Regions from separate parts of the Gossypium hirsutum genome. Here regions 2, 3 and 4 are each linked to region 1. Evidence: chromatin contacts called from public Hi-C data. All regions are on one chromosome and are shown on one strand. The core of a region is the stretch at or near the end of the contact, and the rest is flanking DNA. Distances in the headings are between cores, read along the strand shown.

What was found. A called contact is a pair of places that touch in the nucleus more often than the background predicts.
Region 2: a contact with region 1 is called in a Hi-C map of leaf, with 5 times the contacts expected there. The contact joins the promoter of LOC107921005 here to the enhancer-like site in region 1. A contact is called at or near these places in 5 of 34 Hi-C or Micro-C datasets (callus and leaf).
Region 3: a Hi-C map of leaf shows a contact between it and region 1, with 6 times the contacts expected there. The contact joins the promoter of LOC107925667 here to the enhancer-like site in region 1. A contact is called at or near these places in 10 of 34 Hi-C or Micro-C datasets (callus, hypocotyl and leaf).
Region 4: a contact with region 1 is called in a Hi-C map of leaf, with 2.0 times the contacts expected there. The contact joins the promoter of LOC107925926 here to the enhancer-like site in region 1. A contact is called at or near these places in 5 of 34 Hi-C or Micro-C datasets (callus and leaf).

What each region holds. Positions count from the first base shown.
Region 1 is chrA08:20,657,209-20,662,956 of Gossypium_hirsutum_v2.1, forward strand. It overlaps the pseudogene LOC107945580. Among protein-coding and RNA genes, the nearest start is that of TRNAE-UUC, 22 kb to the left of the region's middle. Within about 2 kb of position 3,038, at least 9 of the 9 cell types and tissues checked have an H3K27ac peak or open chromatin away from gene starts, as enhancers often do. A contact at or near this core is called in hypocotyl and leaf, where this site is marked.
Region 2 is chrA08:21,161,467-21,167,214 of Gossypium_hirsutum_v2.1, forward strand. It overlaps LOC107921005 (putative cyclin-B3-1), which reads right to left and starts at 3,583. Exons shown (of 23, transcript XM_041074595.1): 1 at 3,418-3,583; 2 at 3,222-3,255; 3 at 3,083-3,134; 4 at 2,917-2,974; 5 at 2,782-2,830; 6 at 2,586-2,679; 7 at 2,466-2,495; 8 at 1,864-1,921; 9 at 1,210-1,264; 10 at 1,038-1,125; 11 at 900-929; 12 at 780-804; 13 at 557-587; 14 at 339-432. The coding sequence starts at 3,438.
Region 3 is chrA08:20,281,018-20,286,765 of Gossypium_hirsutum_v2.1, forward strand. LOC107925667 (E3 ubiquitin-protein ligase BRE1-like 2) reads left to right here and starts at 2,617. Exons shown (of 18, transcript XM_041074592.1): 1 at 2,617-2,919; 2 at 4,211-4,372; 3 at 4,459-4,546; 4 at 4,691-4,921; 5 at 5,056-5,223; 6 at 5,443-5,636; 7 at 5,727-5,748. The coding sequence starts at 2,818.
Region 4 is chrA08:20,395,329-20,401,076 of Gossypium_hirsutum_v2.1, forward strand. It overlaps LOC107925926 (non-specific lipid transfer protein GPI-anchored 6), which reads left to right and starts at 2,160. Exons shown (of 3, transcript XM_016856722.2): 1 at 2,160-2,854; 2 at 2,957-3,052; 3 at 3,224-3,564. The coding sequence starts at 2,518. The coding sequence ends at 3,351.

The DNA.
Region 1 (5,748 bases), core at 1,788-4,287:
ACAAAGAGAATCTTGGTATATATATATATGCTAGATCTCTCCTTTATTTCCTTTTTCCTTAGTGGAGGATTTTCCTTCATTATGCCCTAGTTTGGGCTTGTATATGTAATATAAATCATTGAGAAATGCAAGAAAAAATCCCTTAATATCTGCATTATTTTTTTTATTCTAGTTTAATTTGTTCATTTCTTTTTTAGGCAAAATTAGTGGTAAAAGCCACAAATAAAAAAAAATAGTGAATTAAACCATATATTACTTTATTTAAAAAATAAACGAACAAAAAGCTTATTCCATAAAATACGTTTTTTAGGATACCAAAGTGCTTTTATTTGTAATATAGATGATTTGGTTGGATGGTTAAATGCCTATATTTCTACTCAACCTCTTTGATTATTTGGTTTTTTTCCTAATATATGTTGTTTCAAGTTTCTTATTTTATTTTTTAAAAAATTCTTAATTAATAAGCATGATTTTTTCAAATTTTTAATTAACAAACATGTCGTTTAAGTTATTTTATTTTATTTTTAATTAATAATTTCTTTTTTATATATACTTCGTATTTGTTTTACGGTCTATGTTCGGAGTTCGTGGCTACCCCTCCTAATAATGTCATCTCCAAAGTTCAAACATGGGTCCTATACTTCTTTATTTATATAGACAAAAAACAATAATTATGTAATTATGTAATGAAAATATTATTTTTTGGGAAATAATCCATTTACACCGGAGTAAAACGTGTAAAACTATAGCTGTTTTACACCATTTCAAATCTCTTTGTATGGTTAATATTTTAATGATCAAATCATTGAATCAATCCGATATTTTTATCATATTAATCTACAATACTCAATATATTAATGTATATTTAACGACTGAATATTTTTTACATAAATCAAATAGTTTAATTTCATCAAATTTTATATGCATGATCTATATGAATAAAATACTAAATTCAACAGTTAGATCATTAAAATATTAATAGTACAAAAAGATAAAAGAGGGTGTAAAAGAGCTTTTGTTTTGAAAACATAATTATCCCTCCCTTAATTTATATATATAATTTTGTTAAATATATTTTATTTTTTAAAAATATCAGTTAATTTTTTTATATAAATTTTATATGTTAAATATTTATTTTTCATGTACATTATGAGTATGGTAAATTCTAATATAAAAATCAATGAATTACTTCAAAAATCATTAATTTTAGTAAATATAATTTTTATATGTGAAATATTTTTTCCACATACATTGTGAGTATGATAGATTCTAATATTATAAAATCAAATAATTACTTCAAATATCATTATTATTTTTATATGTAAAATATTTCAAAACAAAATTTTCTTTTAAATATCATTCATTTTATATGTGAAATATTTCAAATACACATACAAAAATATATAATACTAAAACTTGTCACACTCATTATATAGATAGAAAAACAAATATTTCACATATAAAATTTATATTTACTAAAAATAATGATATTTGAAATAATAAATTGATTTTATATATTAGAATCTACTATACCTACAATGACCAAAAAATAATAAATATTTGACATATAAAAATTATATATAAAGAAAAATAAATTTAAAAAATCAATTGATGCTTTTAAAAAATAAAATATATTTAACATAATGATATATAAAAAATTATTTTCATGGTATTATTCTATCTATATGAAAAATAAATTAAAAAACTTAAAAGCAAGTTTATTAATTAAAAACTTGAAAATAATATGTTTAATAATTAAAAACATTAATTAAAAAAAAAGGTGATCGCAAGGAGGGGCAAAAAGTTGGTAGGGCTACGAAGAAAGTTCGGCTATGGGAAGAAAACCCTCTTGACCAGGATAATGTTATTATGGAAGTAGCTGGGATGGACAAAATGTTCTTTTGAGACAAAATCCTAAACCAATATGGGGAGAGCAAACTGTTGGGTGAGAGCCTTGAGAAGGATATTGAATTGATGAAGGGTGATGTTACTAATAATAATGGAGGAATTCCTTCAATTAATTTTTCTAATCAGGTGCATTAACTTATGGGCGATAGCATGTCAAAGACTGTGATCATTAAACTTTTAGGCCAGGACATTGGTTTCAACACCCTTTTTAGCAAGACTTTCATCTTGTGGAAACCAACTCAGACGTTTCAACTAATGGATCTTGAAAATGGCCAAATTTAGATCTATTGAAGATTATATAAAAGTTTTATTTGGGCACTGGGTGATTTTTTTTCAGTTTTTGATAGTACAACCATGGACTCTAAACTTTAGCACGATGCAAGAGTACCCCTTCAATATGGTTGCTAGGATTCGCTTACCGGATCTTCTTGGTGTGATGTATAAAAAAAAAAGTATTCGGCTCGCAATTGGGGAGGTGATTAAGAATGTTATTCGTATTGATTATAATACAGATAATGGGACGAGAGTTCAATTCGCTCACATGGCTGTCGATGTTGAATTGGGGCTCTCTTTGATTTCTAATATCCGAATTGATGGCCAACTTCAAAGGGTTGAATAAGAGTCCCTCCCTACTTATGCTTTCAATGTGGGCACTATGGTCATCTAAAGGAGAGATGTCTTGCGCTTGGTATGAGGAACAATGAGGTAGAATTTGTTGAAAGAAAGAAACTATTGGTGGTGAATATTAAAAATAGGGTGGAGGAGGAGAGTTACGGCTCTTGGATGGTGGTAAGCGTAGGACAAGAAAACTACCCCAAAATAGGTAACTCTTCAGGCGTCGAAAATCAAGGCACCAAATCCGGGAAATTTAATTTTGATGTGCTATCTACAATTTAGGAGGATGTTTCGGAAGATATTTTAGGAAAAAAATAGGAGTAAAACATGAAATTTTGTGTTTGGGCAAAACTTGCCTTCTATTGGGAAATCGAAAGAGATGTCAAAATCTGGGCTTAAAGCTATGAATAAGAAACAAACGGGCATTAGGTAAAGAGAAGTAAAGTACAGGGTTAGAGATGCATAAATTACATCTTAAAGGGCCTGGTGAGAGTAGTACATCAGTGGGCTTTGGGTTAAAAGTCCAAGGTGATATTTAGGGTCCAAAGGGTGCTACTGTGGTCTTTAATGGTCTGGACTCTAGGCTTGTTGGAGAAAGGGAAAGAGATTTTGAACCCAACCTTTTGCATCACCAAGCTAGACGAGATATTTATCTCTTGATCAATCTTGTCATTGTGTTGTTTCTGTAGAGGAAAACACTCACCCTAATATTATTGGGAATGAAGGGAAGGTTCCAGATGGAGCAAGTGAAGGATTCATGATGGATGCTACCATTTTTTCGTCCAAGGAAAATGAAAATATTATTAAATGGAGAGAAGCTAAAAGAGAAGTTCAAGGGGAAGGGGTTAAATTTCGATTGGGTCTCGTAAGGATATTCTAGTCAAGGATGCAATGAGTGGTATTGTGGAAGGAATTGATTCTAAACCGGATCATAAGGCGAATGAGGTAGGAAGTTCAAGTACTACTTATGAGGAGTCGGCGCTCGATGTTGACTCAATTTTAGTCAATTGAAGTATGGGTATCTTTTTACTTACATTTGGGATCTTTCCTATGAATTGTAAGTTCTCTATTTGGAATTGTCAAGGTACGGGTCATATTCGATTTCATCGTACTCTTGCTGAATATGTCTGAGATTTTAGTCCATCATTGGTAGCGTTGCTTGGACCTCGACTGAGTGGTCGGCAAGCAGATTGTGTGATTTTGAAAATTGGGTTTCCGTTTTCACACTGAATTGAAGCAAAAATTTTCGTTGGCAACATCTGGATTTTATGGAAGGACTCTATATCTGTTGAAGTTTTGTTCAACCATACACAATTTGTTCATCTAAAGATTTCATCTATAATTTTTTATTACTAGTTTATTGTGACAGTTTGCTATGGTAACCCAAACCTTACTAAATGAATGTTTTTGTGGAAGGGATTAACTTTTATTGCATATAGAACTCTACCAGTCGTCGCCGTCACAATCAAATTTAGACTCTCTGATTAGATGGGGCTAATTGGTGCTATGACGATAAAATCATTAAATCTATTGCCATTTCCTTTTTTTATAAGTTGTATTTTGTTGAAGGAGATGTTGAGAGGGGTTTTCCCAAAGATTGGGCAGTATGAATTTGATCTTTTGAAGTCCCCGGATACTAATGATGAGATTTGAAGGTCAATATGCCCCTTTGGAGGCACCTGGTGTTAATGGATCCCATACGCAATTCTATCAAACTTAATGGGGTGTTGTGGGTTCCTCGGTTTATTCCATGATTTGGGATTTTTTTAGGGAGGAGTATTGGATCTGTTTTTGGAATCAAACACTTATTGTCCTTATCCCAAAAATAGTCTATTTTGAGAATTTGTATCATTATCGCCCTATTATCCTTTGCACAATGCCTTATAAAATTTTGACTAAGGTGATTGTGAATAGATTGAATCCAATTATGTCAAATATTGTGGCCTCTAACCAAGTCAGCTTTGTGTTGGGTCGTTATATCACTGACAACATTATTATTGCGCAAAAAGTCATCCGCTCAATGAAAATTCACAAAAGTAAAAAATGATGGATGGCGATCAAGGTTGATTTAGAAAAAGCCTATGATCGTGTTCGATGGGACTTTATACAAGATTTTTTGGTTGATGTTAGAATACCAATTGAATTAATTTGTATTATTATGCACTATATATCTTATTCTATGTAGATTCTATGGAATGACTCCTTCACTGAATTTTTTCAACCTACGCAAGGAATTCGCCATCACCTTATATGTTTGCGATTTGTATGGAAAAATTGGGTTAACTGATTCATGGTGTAGTTCAAGATAAGTCCTGGAAGTCAGTACAACTTTTTAGGGGAAGTCCAATGGTATCACACCTCTTCTTCATCGGCGACTTTATACTTTTCTGTGAAGCAGATATGGAGTAGGCCTATCTGGTTAGCTCAATTCTCGATAAGTTCAGTTACTTTTTTGGGCACCGTATTAATTCCTAGAAGATGAAGGTTTACTTCTTTTCAAATGTCGACCATGAAGATGTGAATTTATTAAATCATCTTATGGGATTCCAAGTTGTCGAGGATCTTGGAACATATTTGGGGATGTCGCTTTTACACAAAAGGGTAACACATAGCACATTTCAATTCGTTGTGGACAAGGTTCATAGTAAACTTAATTCCTATGATGCAAGACTACTTTCCATGGCAGGGAGGGTAACATTAGCCAAAGCTATCCTTTTAGCCATTCTAAATTATTTTATACAGACTTGCATGATTCCTGTGGGTATGTGTAATGAAATTGATAAAATTACTCGGCATTTCATTTGAGGTTCACATTAGTGCGATGGAACTCTGTTCGTGAACATGTGGAGAATGGAGGCCTTGGATTAAGGCGATTATGTGATCAAAACAAGTCTTTTCTTTTCAAATTAGAGATTGGCATTTTCACCAAAGATAACGAGTTATGGGTCCAAGTCCTCAAAAGCAAATACCACCTTAAATGTGGTTGCCCCTCTATTGGTAGAAGTAACCGCTCTTATGTTTGGCACTCACTTTTGAAGGTCTGAGGGTTGTTTCGAAGTAACATTAGCTGGGCATTAGGTAATGGGAGAAGTGTGAGATTTTGGCTGGATGTTTGGTTGCGTAATATAAGTCTTTTAATAAGAAAAAATAAAATAGAGAGGCCAGTGGTTTAAAAAATGTTTGGGTTTCAAATGGGTTTCAAATATAGTGGATATCTATGGGAAC
Region 2 (5,748 bases), core at 2,333-4,832, 500 kb after region 1:
AAGGCATTTTTCAATAAATTGCAAACTTTACAGTGGCTCGTCTAGACTTCAAATTCTTGGTGGTAAATTTATACTTTATTGTAGGAGACTGAAAAAGCATTTCACTTCTGTCCCTGTTTAAGACCTTATTACAATGTTTAGAAAAAGGGCTGGATAACCAGTTAGACCTCCAGTTCTTGGACCAGCCAGTTCATCAAAAAATAATTTATCTTATTAAAATTTTTGCTTGAATTGACCGGTAGTGTAAATGGGTAATTCCTTATGTTATTTATTACAACAAAAATAATCTAAGTTCAGCAGGGTAAAGAACCAGAATGAAATCAGAGACTCGTGCTTACATCATTACAAAGCTATCACTCCCTCTATTCCTTGAAAGATGGTTCTTTCCATAGCTTGCTTGATGTGAAGCACTCTCACAGACTTTAGCCTTACCTGAAACCCCCAAAATGGGGACAAAAAAGGGGGAGAATAGACAGGAGAAAAATGCCATCTTAGTGAAAGCAAGTCTGGGCACTGCACTTCTGGAGATTTAAGGAAAATAGATCATGCGTCTTACTTGTATTTCTACTAGCTTCTGTAGCTTTGTCCTACATGGAAAAGGGGAAATATATAGGCAATAAATAAATAAAAGATAAAAAGGCAGATGCAACAAGATCAGCAAGATAATATCATGAGAAAAGGGAATAACACTATCTTCATTTTCATTTCTTTCTTTTTTCGTTGGCAGAAAATGAAATAAATATGTTCAATATTGCGTAACTTGGAAGGGCCTGGTTCACCTTCTTCAACACCGGTAAAGACTTCCTTTAAGATGAAAAGGAAATAAAAGCATACATCAGTGGCAGATATTATATGCATTCTTTTAATCAATTACTCCAGTGACGCTTAAATTCACAAACCTTGAGGGTGGAAGTGGATTCTTGGTTGTCCTGAAATGAAGTGAGAAAAACTTGATCAGATAATTTCAAAACAGCAGTCATACTAGCAGGTTTTATCCTGCACCCCAAACAGAAATTGAGCTCAATTTAACATTGTACCTGCTGGTGGCAAGAACAGATTTACGATCTGAATTCTTGGTTGTAACACTTTGGACACTCAAGGAAGTCTTCACATCTTTATTACTTTCTGTTCTCAGAAAGCAAAACTTGCTTATTTGTTGTTTTACTGGTGAACGTTACCAAAACAACTTTATAAATAATAGCAGGCTACCTGTCTTTGAAGTATGAACAACAGCACCTTGATTTAGATGGTCCCTCTCTTTTCCCTATTTTAAAAAATTTTGTGAAATAGATTTAAGTCCTTCCTAACTCCATGATAACACAAACAAAAGGTGATGACATCAAGAGAGCTACAAAGGAGGCTTATTGCAAACCTAATAATACTTTGATTATAGTGGAAAATCAAATGAATATATCAAAACTACATAATGAATTTCTTTCAGTAATTGTGGTCTGTATTATCAAGTGAAATTAAGATGCCATAAATATGGATAAAACACTCAAATTTAGCAGTTTGAAAGTCCTAAACTTCAGCCAAGAACTTACTAAAGTTTAAACTCAACACTACAATAAATGTTACATCATACAACTTTTCATTGGTTATTCCCAATCAACAATTTCTAATGATTGATTGTTCATGACAATCAGAGTATCACTTCTACCTTACTACTTTGGTGATATAACATAAATATGATATCAACAGTACACATGCCATTAGGACTAGGAATTAGGATAGTTCCAGAACTGATTTACCAAGATCTTAGTTATTAGTTTTCACACTTTAAATGACTTGTATGTTTGAGGGGCTGTAGGGGCAGGAGAAAAAGTAAAAAAGAGCTTTGAACTTTTAATCTAGTACTTGTACCTTGAAAGATCTCCTGGATGAGACATTAGCAGTTTTTGCAGCCGAAGCCACTGAAACCCTGCAAATAAATTACTTCACATATTTGAACTATAGTCTAAAAAACAATAAACGAATTAACATACAAATATCCATCTAGGGCTATCATCTTCTTCAGTAGAATTTTGTAAAATTTGGCCCCATGTTCATTTTGGATAAATGGAGCACTTTCTTCATTCAATAACAAAGCAGAGACAGACAGGGACAGTCAGGGAGGGGAAGTTAATGCATGTCATTGAAATGTTATTGATAAAATAGGTCATAGACAGAAACAGAATCAAACACAAAGCGACAATTAGGCACAAAAAGTACACTAGTTCAAAGTTGAAACATGTCTAGACTAAAAATTAGAAATTTTTCTTTAAAAAAAAAAAAAGATAAAGAAGAAAGACAAAGAAGAAGAAAGATTGGCACTGAACAAAATTTCCATAAATTTATTCATAACCCCCCCCCAAAAAAAAAAATCAATGGGCGAAATTGATAAGGGTCTATTGTGTCCTCAAATCTTGGCAATGCATCATATCCACAGCCAAATAAGACACAATGACAACAATTAGATTTCATACCGTTCCAACAAGGCACTTCTCTCATTCTTCCTGCGTTACAAAAAGGGCAGCAATGACAACTAGTTAGGCCATTTCCAGAAAGAGCTAACAATTCAAAAGCATTATAACTGTGGCACTCACATTGATTTAGAGCCATCATAAACTTTCGTGGAAGAAACAAAAGAAGTAAGGTTGCTAAGATCTGACAGTGCCTTTCTTTGAACTATTTTATTTTCTGAAAAGTGAGCGTATAAAGAACTGTAAAAAAAAGCTCTCAATGGCATAGAATGGAGATACTGATTATGACAAATTTGTTGCAGATGCAGCTGAAGCTTACCAGAACTATCGCGCTTGCCTTTAATCTTGGTCATGTTCTTCAAAGAGCCCTTTAAATTACATTTGGAAGTTAAACATGAATATAAATAAATAAATAATGCTTTATTATGAGAATCAATAAAAAAAAGGTAATAACCTTTGAATCGATTGCAGTAGTTAAAACGGCTGCTTTGCTACCTACTACTGGTTTCGTCCTAAAAAAGAAAATGTAAAAGAAAACCAGTTCGTCAAACTATCAAATTATTCTTTATTTAAAAAAAAATCAGACGATGCTCTAATCGAAGCAAGGGCAGCAAACTTACATGGTAGATGCTTCAATTTTTGGATTTTCATTTTGGGAATAAATTTTCAAACCTTTTACACAAATAAGAAAAGAATATAACGAATCTAAAAGAATATATATAATTACTGAATATAGAAAATAGGAATAGATAGAATTACAACGACTGGAGCTAAGTTGATCTCCTGTTTTCCCCTGGAAAAAATGAGAGAATATACTGATAAATAAATAAAAACTGAAACCCTAACTCAAATTTAAAGGGGAAAAATAATTATTAAAAAGATAATGAGAAACAGCACAATTTTCCTTATGAATTAAGAAGCATTATTCTTAATGAAAAAGAAGGGGAAAAAATACCTTGAGCTTGAGAGATGCCATTTTGATGGATCTTTCTTGACTTGTTTTTCTTCTGAGAGGAAGAAAGAAAAGTTAACCGTTTGCTTATGTTGAATTGAAAAGTGGTGTATCCCGCCTCTCTTTCCTCTCTTTTGTCTTTCAAATTGTTTCAAAATTTGAGATCATTTAGGCCCATGTGATGTGATTCTGTTTATACAAGATCTGGCGGGCTGGGCTCAAGTTCAAATGAGGATTTTTTAATGCTTCCGGGCCAACCTTTTTCTTCTGAATAAATGATACTCATAATTACTTAATTATGAAAAGTTATAATTTAGTCACTTAATTATTTAAATTTAGTTATTTAAGCCACCTTTTGTTAATTTGTTAAAAGGCATCAACCTGGGTCAGTAAGCTACTATTCCTCAAATATATTCAGGTAAGCTATATCCTTAGTCACACAATTATTAGTAATTTCTTTTGTTTTTGGGTCACTCATCTATAACTAAAACATCAATTTGGTACTTTTAATAATTCTTTTCATGATAAATGCAAAAAAAAAATTAAATAGAGTTTAAAATTCATAATTTATTTTTAAAAATTATAAAATTATTAATTTTAATTATGCAAAAAATATTAAAAATTCTAAAAAAAAATTCTTAAAATCTCATTATTCAGTTGCAGGACTTTTCCATTGTATGATTACTTTTTTGTTTTCACCTTTTTGATAAATAAAGTAAATTTTAGTTTTTTTTCTACTTGTGTTTTCATTTATAATCTTCATTTCAAAAGCAAAAGATAATCAATAGCGTAATTTTTGTTTTTCGCTTCATGGATCATCATCATTGTAGCTTTCCATCATATTATTATTACTATTATGCCAAGAACATTTAAGAACTCACCTAGATTGAGAAGAATGCCTTTGTAGAAGGGAAAATGACATGAATAACCTTTTTATTTTAGGGTTTGTTCTAACTTAGTATCTATGTTTTTAAAATGTTCACTTTTTGCACTTGAAGTTTTATTTCACTTATCAATTTATACCTAATCAAACATAGCGTATTGACCAATGGTATGACGAGATGTGACGCTTTAGTAAGGGAGTTAAAAGGACTTAAAATCATTATTTCAAATCTTTTTATACCAAAAATAAATAAATAAATATATATAATCATTAAATAAGAAAATTATAAAAAAATCCATTATTTTACTTTCATAAAAAAAACTAATAACACATTAATCAATGAACGTGTAATATTGAATTTTTCTTTTTAAATGTGGGGTATTGATCTTAAATTTATATTTTAACAATAGAGAGGATGGAAGAAAGAATTGGATCATTAATTATCAAATTTAAGGATTTTGCATTTATGGCTAAAAGTAATTAAAAGCATTAGTTGTTATACACTTTCATTAGACCTGATCATAGGTCGGGCCATCTGGCATAGCCCGAATGTCCGCTCGAAATGTGGGAGGGTTTGAGCTAAAATATAGGCCCGAAAAATGGGCTTAAACAAAAAAAATAAGGTTCATTTAAAAAATGGGTCGGGCCTCAAGTAAAGCATATTTGGCCTGGCTTCCCGATTAACTAAAGGAAAAAAATTTGCTCTTTTTTTTGTTTTTAAATGTTATTTTCTTGTTGTTTTCTCATTATTTTGCTACCATTTTACTATTACGTTGCTACTATTTTGTTGTTATTGTTTGGATATTGTATAAAACTTATGTTATTGTTAATTTTGTTATTATTTTAAAGGCATTTGTTAATTTTGTTATTATTTTAGAGGCATTTGCTTGTTCAATTGCATTTATCTTAGAATTATTTAAGTTTACATATTTTTTAAAATATATTTTCAATTTTTTGAGAAAAATTTATTTTGATGTTTTTAGTATTGTTGATGTATTATATATATTTACAAATTATATAAAAATTAATACGAGTGGACTGGGTCGGGCCCGAGTTTTAGCATTTTTATTCGGGTCAGGCTTGGGCAAAATTTTAGGCTCATTTTTTGGACTGGGCTTGGCCCGGGCCTAGTTAATGGGCCTAAATTTTTAGTTGAGCTTTAACATCCATCATGTTCAGTGGTTTTTTTCCACCCGTCGACAATACCAAAGTGCTCCCCTCCTCCTTTTCCTCCTCTCTTTTTTTGTTGGAGTAGATCGCCATGAATTTCTCAAAATCAACACGAAACTTCAAACCAAAGTGCGAGAGGAAAACAAATCGAACCACTATTAGATCATGTAACGCCCCCACGCCCGAAACCATCACCGGAGTCGAGCTTGAGGGGTTACCAAACATAATTTATCAATTTAAGAACTTCAAATCATTTGTTTCTACATTCACAGCTTTCTAGC
Region 3 (5,748 bases), core at 1,367-3,866, 380 kb before region 1:
CTGATCTAATTGCACTCGAAGATCATTTTTTTAGCTCAATAACCGAACAAATACGTAATGATTCTAGATATATGTCGCATTTGAAGGTTAAATTTTAATTTTATATTATTATATTTTAATATTTTTGGTCGACTAAAAATATGCACGAGACTAATATGATTATTTGTTCAGGATTGCATAGGTGCAATTGATCGTACTCATATAGCCGCTATTCTTCCACCAAATAAACAAATTTTGTATATTGGAAGAAAATGTATCCCGACTCAAAATGTTATCGCAGTGTGTGATTTTAATATGTGTTTCACATTTGTCATGGTTGGATGGGAAGGATCGGCACATGACACTAGAATATTTCTTGATGCAATTCGAGATCCAAAATATAAATTTTCCCACCCACCAAATGGTTAGATATTTCATTTATTTCTTTCTTTTTAAAAGAATAAAGTATAAGTTCTTTAATTGATAATTTTTATAAAAAAATTATTGAATTAATTGTTTGTTATATTATGATATGTAGGAAAATATTATCTTGTTGATTCTGGATATCCTCAAATGAAAGGTTATCTTGGACCATATAGAGGTCAGCGATATCATTTACCTGACTTTCGTAGAGTTAGACCGATATCTGGTAAAGAAGAGATATTCAATCATTCACATTCATCATTACGTAGTGTGATTGAACGAACTGTTGGTGTTTTGAAAAAAAATGGGCCATTTTAAGGGATATGCCAAGTTATAGTTTTGAAAAGTAAACGATTATCGTTGTTGCTACAATGACGATACACAATTTTATCCGAAAATATGTCGGTCAAAATAATACAGATTTTATGGAATACGAAGATATTAACTGGGCGTATGAGAATATTATTGATTTAGCAAATGCGCATGGTCGAGAAAGTGATGATAATGATGACGATGATGATGGTGATGATGATGGTGAATCAAACAATTCAAGTGGTCTTGAAATTAAATTAATAAGATATGCTATAGCTTCTAGTTTAATGAATTCACTTTAAATTGTAAATGCTATTGTAAAATTTTTAGTATTTATATTTGGTATATAAATATTGGGAAAGGATTGTATGAAACAGTGACGCCACATCATCTGTATCCCTTTCCAATAGTTTTATGCCACATCAGTACTCTTATCCTGAATTTCAAGATTTTATCCTAAAAAAATCAAATTCAAATTAAAATACTGAAATTCAGGATACAATCCTAAAATTCAGTATAAGAATACTGATGTGGCATAAAACTATTGGAAAGAGATACAGATGACGTGGCGTCACTGTTTCATACAATCCTTTCTTATAAATATTATCCCTTTTTGAAACTTTAATCCAAATATATGTAATATTTTAATTTGCTAGGTTTATGTTTTCTATGTTATGTTAATATTTAATATGAGTTATATATTCAAAGTATATTTTAAAATAAAATAATACAAATGTGTTAAAAACATTAATTAAAAAAATCATTTTTAAAATAATACAATTGTGTCACTATCTAATTACAAATATTTAATTATTATATTTAAATATTTAAATATAGTTTATATATTCTAATTGAATTTAATAAATAATTAAAATAAATTACTTAAAAATATTTAAAATTAATATTATATATTAAAATATTAACAATAAGTTATAATAAATTATTTTTTATATATTGGTAAAATATCATAATATTAACTAATTTGAACATTATTTAAATATATTTGTTAGTTTATAATATCATGTCTAAAATGGACATTTTATTTCTCAAAAGCACTTTTTGACAACAATATTAAACACTCAAATTTTCAAAAGCACTTTTTCATAATACTTTTCAAAAGCATTGCCAAACAGACCTTACGTATGAAATCACAAAGGGGATGATGGTGATGGTGACGCTGATAACCTAGAATTTCAAATTGCACAAATATTTATATTTTTAGAGTATAAAAGATTAGAGATTTTCTATTATTTTACGGTTTACTTCAATATTTATCATATATAAATATTATTTATTATATTTATTAAAAATTCTTTATTCTATCTAGATTATTTATTAAATTTAGTTGAAATTCTTTATTTATCTCGTTAATTTATTAACTTCATTTGAAATTATCTAGTCCTACCTTTTTAATCTAATCAAATTGTTTAAGTTTGAACCAAAATTATAAATTTTAATTTACAAAAGAAGGTTACATATCATGAAATTAAATACTTCATGTCGCCTCTAAAATGTTACAAATTTTATAATAAAGTTTTAAAAAATAAATATAATTATTTGAATTGCGAATACAATAAACTAATTTAAACCTAATATAAACTATAAAAAAAATTTACAAAATCATGGTTGAATCGTTAAACCCACTAATTCTATTAAATAATTTTTTAAAAAAATTATAAAAAAAAAAATAGAAAAAAACTAATGAAACCGGTTAAACCAATTTAATTAGATCATATTAACTCACCCGTCAACCGATCAATATCTCTCCAAACTAATACTTCGACCACTTATTGATCCAATCGGTCTGATCGGCCGGTTTAATTTGGTTCAACCAACTATTTGACGAAGGTTGGTTGAAGAGCAACAAAGCTATAAGGTTAAACGCCACCGTTTTAACGGGTGATGCATCTTTCTTCTGCTTTTTTCTCAATATACGACTCCGTAGAAAGCAAATTACTGGAATCTATCATTCTCGGAACGAGTAGAGTTTGTAAGTTAGGGTTTTGGGAACGCATGATGATTGGGATTTGATGGTGTGGCGAAAGAGTAATCAAGTGTAAAAGAGAGGGGAGGGGGTGTAAATCGCAATCCTAACTGCAGTAAATGGAAAGCTTTGAATCTGAAGAACCAGAGAAGAAGAGGCCTCACTTGGATTCTCCCGCCATGGCCCGTAATTCCTCCACTTCTCCCAACCACACCAAATCTGTAATCTCTCTCTCACACTTTTTTTTCTTAAATATATTGTTTTCCTCTTTAATTTCTTGATAAATTAATGGGTTTGCATGATTTTATTCGCTTTCTTTTTGAGCTATAATTTCTCCTCAAATCAAAATTGCTCTGGAATACATTTTGTTTTGTCCTGTCGCCCGGAAGAATCAAATGTTAAAACTGAAATATTGAATCTTGGGACATTACTTTCGACTGTTCACAAAATGGAAAGTTGATCTAAAATTTTTCCTGCTATTAGTTTTCTTCTTGGATGCTCAGTTGTATTCCATTTCTTCATGGTCTCTGGGTTATTCATGGAAAATTTTAATTTCAAATGCTTTCTCTCTGCCGTCGAGACAGTATAGGAAGAGAAGGGGAATTTATTTATTACTTGTTGTGGATCAATTTTGATTTAATTTATTGTTAGTGGTGGATAAGTAGTTTGCTGCGAAACTCGATTCCCCTTCCCCTGTGGGTCTATACGGGGAAAAAGGAAAACAAGCTCTTTCTCTTAGCGATTTACCCATAATCAGTATATCACTGATATGCTTTTGTTTGTTTAGATTTGCGGATTTAGGGTGACACACCAAAATTAAGGGTTTTAAAAAAAAAAAAATCTTTTTTTCACTTAATTTATCTGCTAGGGTTATGTAACTCCAATTATTATTAAATTGAGCTGATAATGTGAATAGTTGAAGTAGTTTGCACTAACCGAGTAGGTTTGCTGCATCAATGCTGTATATGTCAAATGGAAATATTGTAAATTAATGAAATGTGATGTCTTTTTCATCATCTCAAATTATTTGAGTTGCCTATTTGGATCTATCTTAGAAATTGAAAATTTCCCTAAACTTCTAGTTATATTCTGGTCTCTTATCTGATTCAAACCATTCCTAGACTTGTCATGAATCAGTTTTAGGCATCTGATTATATGCATGGGCACCATAAATCCACCAGTTTGCACATTTTGTTGAGTTGATAAGCTAAGCCCTGAGCATAACCTAATTCAATATCAGGCATACCTAAAGATGAGTGGAGATATACTGTCCCCTGCCACCCGATTGAATTTGCCTTTCACTTTTTATACATGATTTGATTTTTCAGAGTGCCCTCTTATTATCACTATGATATTTCTGCATACACCCCAATGTGTAAGGTTGGTGCACATGTCAAGTAAATTTAAAATTGATAAAATCCGTTTTTGAACTTTTTCCCTGCATGTTTACAAATTTGTGTTTTTAATTCTCTCATGCATTTTATTTGATATAGAGGAATTCTTTTTATCCAGGTTGATGCGGCAGTTCTCCAGTACCAGAATCAAAAACTTGTCCAGCAGTTAGATATTCAGAAACATGAGTTGCATGATCTTGAAACCAAAATTAAAGAATTAAAAGACAAGCAAGCCTCTTATGATGATATGTTGATAACTGTGAACCAACTCTGGAATCAGGTATTTTTTTATGGCACTCTTTTACTTTCATCTGTTTTGATCATTATGATTTTTTTATAGTTCTTTTTTGTTACTCTACTCTATAGTTGGTTGATGATTTGGTCCTGCTTGGAATACGAGCTGGAGGAGGCCATAATGCTTTACGAATATTGGACGAAGCTGACAATTCTCGAGGTTCAGATCAGACTAATTTTTTGTTGAACAAATTTACTTTTGTGTGTTTTTGGAGTTGGGAGAGGTAGTGCTGTGTCTTTTAATAGTAAAAAGTCAAAGTGTAAGTTCTCTCAAATTTACAATACATTAACTTGCCCTCTTTAGGTTCTATTCCATCATGCCCTGTGGAGGAGATGTTTCTTTGTAGGCTTCTAGAAACAGATTTTATTGATAGTAATGACAAAGATGGCATTGCAAATTATGTTGAACAAGTCTTATTTTCGCGCCATTCATCCACTAGGGAGTTGATAAAATCTCTGGAGGATACCATCTCTGCTGAGAGGATGAAAACTGAGAGCATGACTCTTTCTTTGCATGGGAAATTATCTGTTGAAGGTTAGATGATTTCTTCATTTCAGTTGCTTAGTAATTTGTCATTTCTTGTGTTTTTCATGAAATTTTCAGCAATTTCTTCATTAGCTAGTGCTTCTATCTGCAGTTTTACATTGATTATTATATATCGCTTGCAGACACTATAACGCAGCTTTCTAAGATTGATGACATGATGAAAGAAGAGGCCAAAAATTTGCGTGAGGTGATTGACACTCTACATTTGAAGCATAAAGAGTATGCTGATGGGATTCAAACATATATAAGCAGCCATGCAACTGATCAATCTGAAGTTAAACGTCTTCAAGGTCTCTGCTAGTTCTTTTAGAAGATATTTGTATTTTATACACTATTTATCAGATATAGATGCTTGCAATAACTTCCTAACATTTATAAATGCAATTCTCAGTAGCAAGTTTAGTACCAACTGATTGGCAATCTGGTTGTTTGTTAGCCATTGCCTAGATTTTATTATTTTTGTCTTATCAAGATTGTATGTTAAAGCTGTAGTTTATTTATTCTGGAAGGTGAGCTGGAGGAAATCATGGCTGAACTTGAAGAAAGCAGAAGAAAACTAGTTGATCTGAAAATGCAGAAGAATATAGCATCTGGGATGCATGCATCAACTCCAGTTGTAGCAAATGGAAGCTTGTCACCAGAAAAGCCTGGAGATAAGACAATGGGCTTGCGGGAGATAAAGGATTTGATTGAGGAGACAAAGGTATTGATTTACGTAACTGCGTTTTTCTCAAGCTCTCTCCCTCTTTTGGTGACTAATCTTATATGATATGTTACTAAACAAGTGTTGCAGATAGTGGCAGGAGATCGACTTT
Region 4 (5,748 bases), core at 910-3,409, 260 kb before region 1:
CAAGGAATGAAAACTAAAAAGTAATCTTTAAGAAAACAAAGGAAATCAACACAACCATTGCTTTACTATAACAAAAGAAAAGAATTAAAAAGAGGGAAAAACAAACATGAGATGGAAAGAGGAACAAACTTAGGATGACAAAAGATGAGAGAGGGGGAGAGGGAGTGTTTTGGAGAGAAAAATTCTCCAAAAAGAATATATTATTATTTTTAAAACCAACCACTAAATTTGTTAGTTATCCTTATCAGATTTCCCAGAATCCAAATTCAACCCACTTTCAAACACATGGGCAGCACAAGGGAATAGCAAAAATAATTTTGCTTTGCACGCACAGGATTCAAGCACAAGACCTTTAGTTAAGCTAAGGCCTTACCACTAAACCAAAAAACTCAATCTTATTAATATATGAGAGAAAATAATAGATAAGCTAGATATTCAAATTAAGGGGTTGGAACAAAAATAATTAAAAATCAAGGGAAATGATTTGAACAAACAAGACCTTAAGCACAGACACAAAACTCTTATCCACTAGAACAAATTAATCACTTGATATAACTCTTACTACAATTATTTAAAAACAAAGAGTGACCATTCTAGGCTTACTAACCCAATTTCTACTAACTCGATTTTTGAGATGTGACATTATAAATACCTCAGGGATCAACACAGTAAGGGGACTACTTTCTGGCTCTTGGCCCTAGAACGGATGAATCGGCCTTCTTTAACACCGCCCCCTCTCCTCCTTCTCTACTTCAATTGATACTATGTATCAACAATTATATTATACAATTAGCATTATATAATTAAGGTAGATTAGTAACGATATGTAACCCTATACAACTATATTATTATAATGCATATTGTTTCATTAATGATCTTAAACCCTAAGTTCAAATCTTGTTTTGGGCCCCAAAAATTTAATATTGCAATTCTTAATTTTTTCAGAACAATAATAGTACATGCTCTAGATTCATTTATACACTAATAAAATGAACTAAATAATTAAATTAATATCATAATCCTCCACAAGACTATTTATAAAATCATTTTAAGTTAAATTATTAGGTTGATAAATCATTCAAAGCTATTAAAAGGAAAGCTAATACGTAAATTATTCATATACCTAATGTTTGCTGTATCATTTTTTTAATTGGTTTAATTGGTTTCTAGCTTTAATTATTTACACTTAATGACTTATTTGACCCTTCAACTTTGCAAAAAAGTCATTTTAACCCTTCATTTACTTTTTTACCTCTTTCAGCCCTTAAACTTATGTTGTTTGTCAAATCACCCTTCATTTACTTTTTTACCTCTTTCAGCCCTTAAACTTATGTTGTTTGTCAAATCACCCTAAAATAGATGGAAAAGTAAACGTTTGTTAACTTTGCTAATGTTGCATACACATGGATGCCACGTTAGCAATTAATTATTTTTTTTAAAAAATTACAAAATTAAAAATATTAAAAAGTATTAAAATTGTTAAAAAGTATAAAAATCATAAAAATATTTTTTAAATTTTTTAAATTTTTTTAAAATTAATTAGTTGCTAACATGGAATACACATAGATGTCATGTCAAGAAAGTTAAGAAAGTTTAATTTTTCCATTCATTTTGGGGTGATTTGACAAAAATACAAGTTTAATAGCTAAAAGAGGTAAACAATGAATGGCTAAAATGATTTTTTTATAAAGTTAGAAGACTAAATAAATCATTATGCCAATTTTATAACCGAGTAATTGTAATCTTCCATATAATGGAATAAATTCATACCTATTAAATATATATAATTGACAACCTTTGAATAATTGTTTCTTTTATAAATAAAATATTATAAAGTTTAATAAACTATTTTTCTAAAATTAAAATTATACTAATTATTATATTTAAGAAATGATCTACTTACTCTAATATAAAACTATACTTTTATAACTTTTTTATGAAATGTTTTCATAACTTTAACGATCGTATCTAGTTTTAATAATAATAATAATAATAATAATAATATTCTATATTCTATTACAACTATTCTTTTAAACATATATATTTTTGGTTTGATTTGAATACAACGAGTTTTATATGAAAAAATTGAATTTAAACCCGAATGTATGATGTGGGTGACAACCTCAATCCAAAACCAAACTGGACAGAATACATAGATTTAAATCAAATTTTCAATTTTCTGGATTTCTTTGTTCAACCTGGCATGATACCTCATAATTGTTTTTGTGATGAGGACAATAGCTTATTTGGAAGAGAGTGCGTATATAACAGGTAAGGCTTTGCTCAATTAAAACAAATAATGATCACAGTTGAAGATGAAGACCCTTGTGGAATAACTTAATTAATTATTTATACCATAATAATTTCAAACTCCATCGCCACCAACCACTTGTCTCTCTCTCCTTTTCACAACTCTCATTCTCTCACTATATAGCCCCTGGATAATGGAAATGTGTTTAGTTTCAATTCCTTTCTTTTTCTTCTACTTTCCCTTTGCCTTACTTACCACTGAAAACAATGAAGGAGTCCAAGCATGAGGCTTTCACACTCTCTTTCACCCTGCTTCTCATGCTGCTGGGTTTGGCATCCAGTGATGTGAACCAAGACAAAGCGGAATGCACTGATCAGCTAGTCGGGCTTGCTCCATGTCTTCCATACGTTGGTGGACAGGCCAAAGCCCCCACCCTGGATTGTTGCGGTGGGCTGAAACAAGTGTTGGTTAAGAGCAAGAAATGCCTGTGTGTGTTGATTAAAGATAGAGATGACCCCAGTCTTGGCCTCAACATCAATGCTAGTCTTGCTGCAACCCTCCCTCACACTTGTCATGACACTGTTAACATTACGGAATGCATCTGTAACTAAAACCTCTTCCACTCTATGCTATTCCATTTCATAACCTTTGCTTTCTCCCTCATTTTCTGTTTTCTTTTTCTTTTTTTTTTTTGCTTGATTTCAGCCCTTCTGCACTTGGCACCCAACTCCCAGGAAGCTAAGTTATTCCAAGGATATCAAAAGCTGACAGAGAAGCATTCCACATCCCCACCTGCGAGTGGTAACTTATACCTCATCTCTCTTTACTATTACCACATACCATCTCATTCTCATTTTTTATGATTTCCGAACATCTCCAAATATATATATTAAAAAAAACTTAGAAAAAACCATATAGGACACATATTCATGTTCAACACAGTGATACAGATAAATATATCTATGTACGTAGGTAACTCCACAAGCAGTGCTGCAGAGAAGAGTGATGGAGGAATGGGAAAGAAGCGCGTGGGAGTAGTAGAGATAGCTATCGGATTTTCACTATGGGTTTTCAACATACACCAAAACTCTGTTGTGTGAATGATAGAAGTTTACACACAGCTGCGGCTATGTTTGTTATATCCATAATTTAAGAGTTTGGACCAGGATCCAGTTATGTTTTTATCTTAAAATCCTTTTTAGTTTGTCTTTGATTTTTTTTTTTTGCAATTATATATTCTTATATTTAATGTGTTGATATTCATGGTGAGTAAGCACATCATTTTATGATATGAAAAAGTTTTTTGGTTTGCACTTTTTAACTTTTATTTGAACAGAGGTTGAGAGAGAACAAAAATGGTAGAAGATTATTTTATTTCAACTTCTATTATAACAGAGAATGGAACAGAAATCACGATTCACAAATCTTACACCTGCAGGTTGAACCTATATTATTATAAATTACTTCAACAAAATATCTCACAATATAATGAATAAAACTTTCCAAGAAATACCTAAAAAGAGTGTCATATATAATAGGAAAATAAAGCACAAAAAGCTGATCAAAGACATTCCGAAACTGCACTCCAAGTGACATCACGTTGTTGCCTATTTATAAGTTCATTTTGTTGTTCATCCAACCAATTTTGATAAGCATCTATCATTGTTGAGTATGATTCTTATTTTAGTTAAATTTGAAAAATAATCTTTCAGTTAAACTTTGTTTATTTGTTTCAATCAAATTTTGATTAGTCTAAATTATTTTATTATTATTTGACCTATGAATTTAGCCTATAAATAGGTTTTTTTTTTAACCTTAAAAAAAACACCCGTTAGATATTAGAACTCAAAAACACTTTTAGAGAATTTTGTGTTTATGTTTTGAGGGTTCTTTGTTTTTTGGGTTTCGGGGTTTAATTTTTATCTCCATCTTTGTACTCTTCGTTCTTTTATCATTATAGTAAAATTATCTTTGTCCATAGGCTTTTATCCTCTTTGGAGAGGTTTTTCTACGTTAAATTTGTATGTTCAATTTCTCAATTTCTTTCACTATTTTTGCTTGTTCGCTGCTTAATCGAGTCAATCCTCAACAACTGGTATCAGAGCTAATTTAATTTTCATAAATTAGTCCGTTTAGAGATGGCAACAACAAAGTTTGACATTGAGAAGTTCGATGGTGTCACAAATTTCAATTTGTGGCAAGTTTGGATGATGGTAATTTTAGTTCAAACTAACTTGAAAAAGGTCGTTATTGGGAAAAAGCTCAAGAATCTAAATCAATCAGAATGGGAAGAGCTTGATGAAAAGGCCTTGTCTACAATCCAGTTGTGCTTTGTGAATAGGGTATTGCAAGAGGTATTGATGGAGAAGACCTCATCCGCCTTGTGGAAAAGGTTAGAAACTCTTTATGGGACTAAGTCTCTGGCTAACCGTTAGGGTTGAAACAATATTTATTTACGTTTCGCATGAACGAATGTGAGCTTCTTAGAGAACACATCAGTCAATTCATTACCCTTTTAAATGATTTAAATAACATTGAGGTCCAGATTAACAATAAAGATCAGGCTATGCTATTATTATGTTCTTTACCCCCTTCATACAAGTTTTTCAGGGATATCCTGATTTTTGACAGAGACAAACTCTCGTTCGAGGATATGAAGGGTCATTTTTTAAGTAAAGACAAACTCGACAATGAGTTTGGTTCGGATAGCAAGGCAGATAGACAAGCTTTTGTTTTGGTAGCATCAAAGAAGCGAGACTAAAGGTGTCGCTATTATAATAAGTTAGGTCACGTTAGGTCACGTCAAAGCATATTGTTATAAACTGTGAAATAAAAGGGCTGTTAAGAGTAATAAGGAAAATGTAGCTGGTGCTAATTTGGCCGACGAAAGCGATGATGATTTATTGCTAGTGTCAATGAGAGAAAGCTTACGTCCGAGTGGATCCTAGATTCGGGATGTTCTTTCCACATGTGTCCCAATAGAGAATGGTTCTCCACGTACAATTCTGTTGAAGGTGGAGTTGTGCACATAGGAAACGATTCATCCAATAAGGTAATTGGTATTGGTACTGTTAAAATTAGGATGTATGATGGGACGGTTAGGACACTCTCAGATATCAGGTATATACCTAATTTACGAAAGAATCTCATCTTATTGAGTATTTTAGACTCAAAAGATTGCAGAATCAACATCGAGTCGAGCAGCATTAAGGTGTCTCGTGGGGCTCTCATTTTGTTAAAAGGTAAAAGAACCGGTAGTCCTTATATTTTGGAAGGTTCTATAGTGACCGGTGAAATCGGAAGTCTTTCGTCCGTTATGGGGTTGAATTCAACTCGTTTGGAGTGGAGACAACTTGGTCGTAGGAGGGAAAAATATTTGACCGTTTCATTGAAGAAAGGTTCTCTTTTGGATGCAAGTTTTGAAAAGTTAGGGCACTATGTTCGTGAAAATCAAACCCGGGTTAGTTTTAATTTAGCAGTGTACAAGTTGAAGGCTA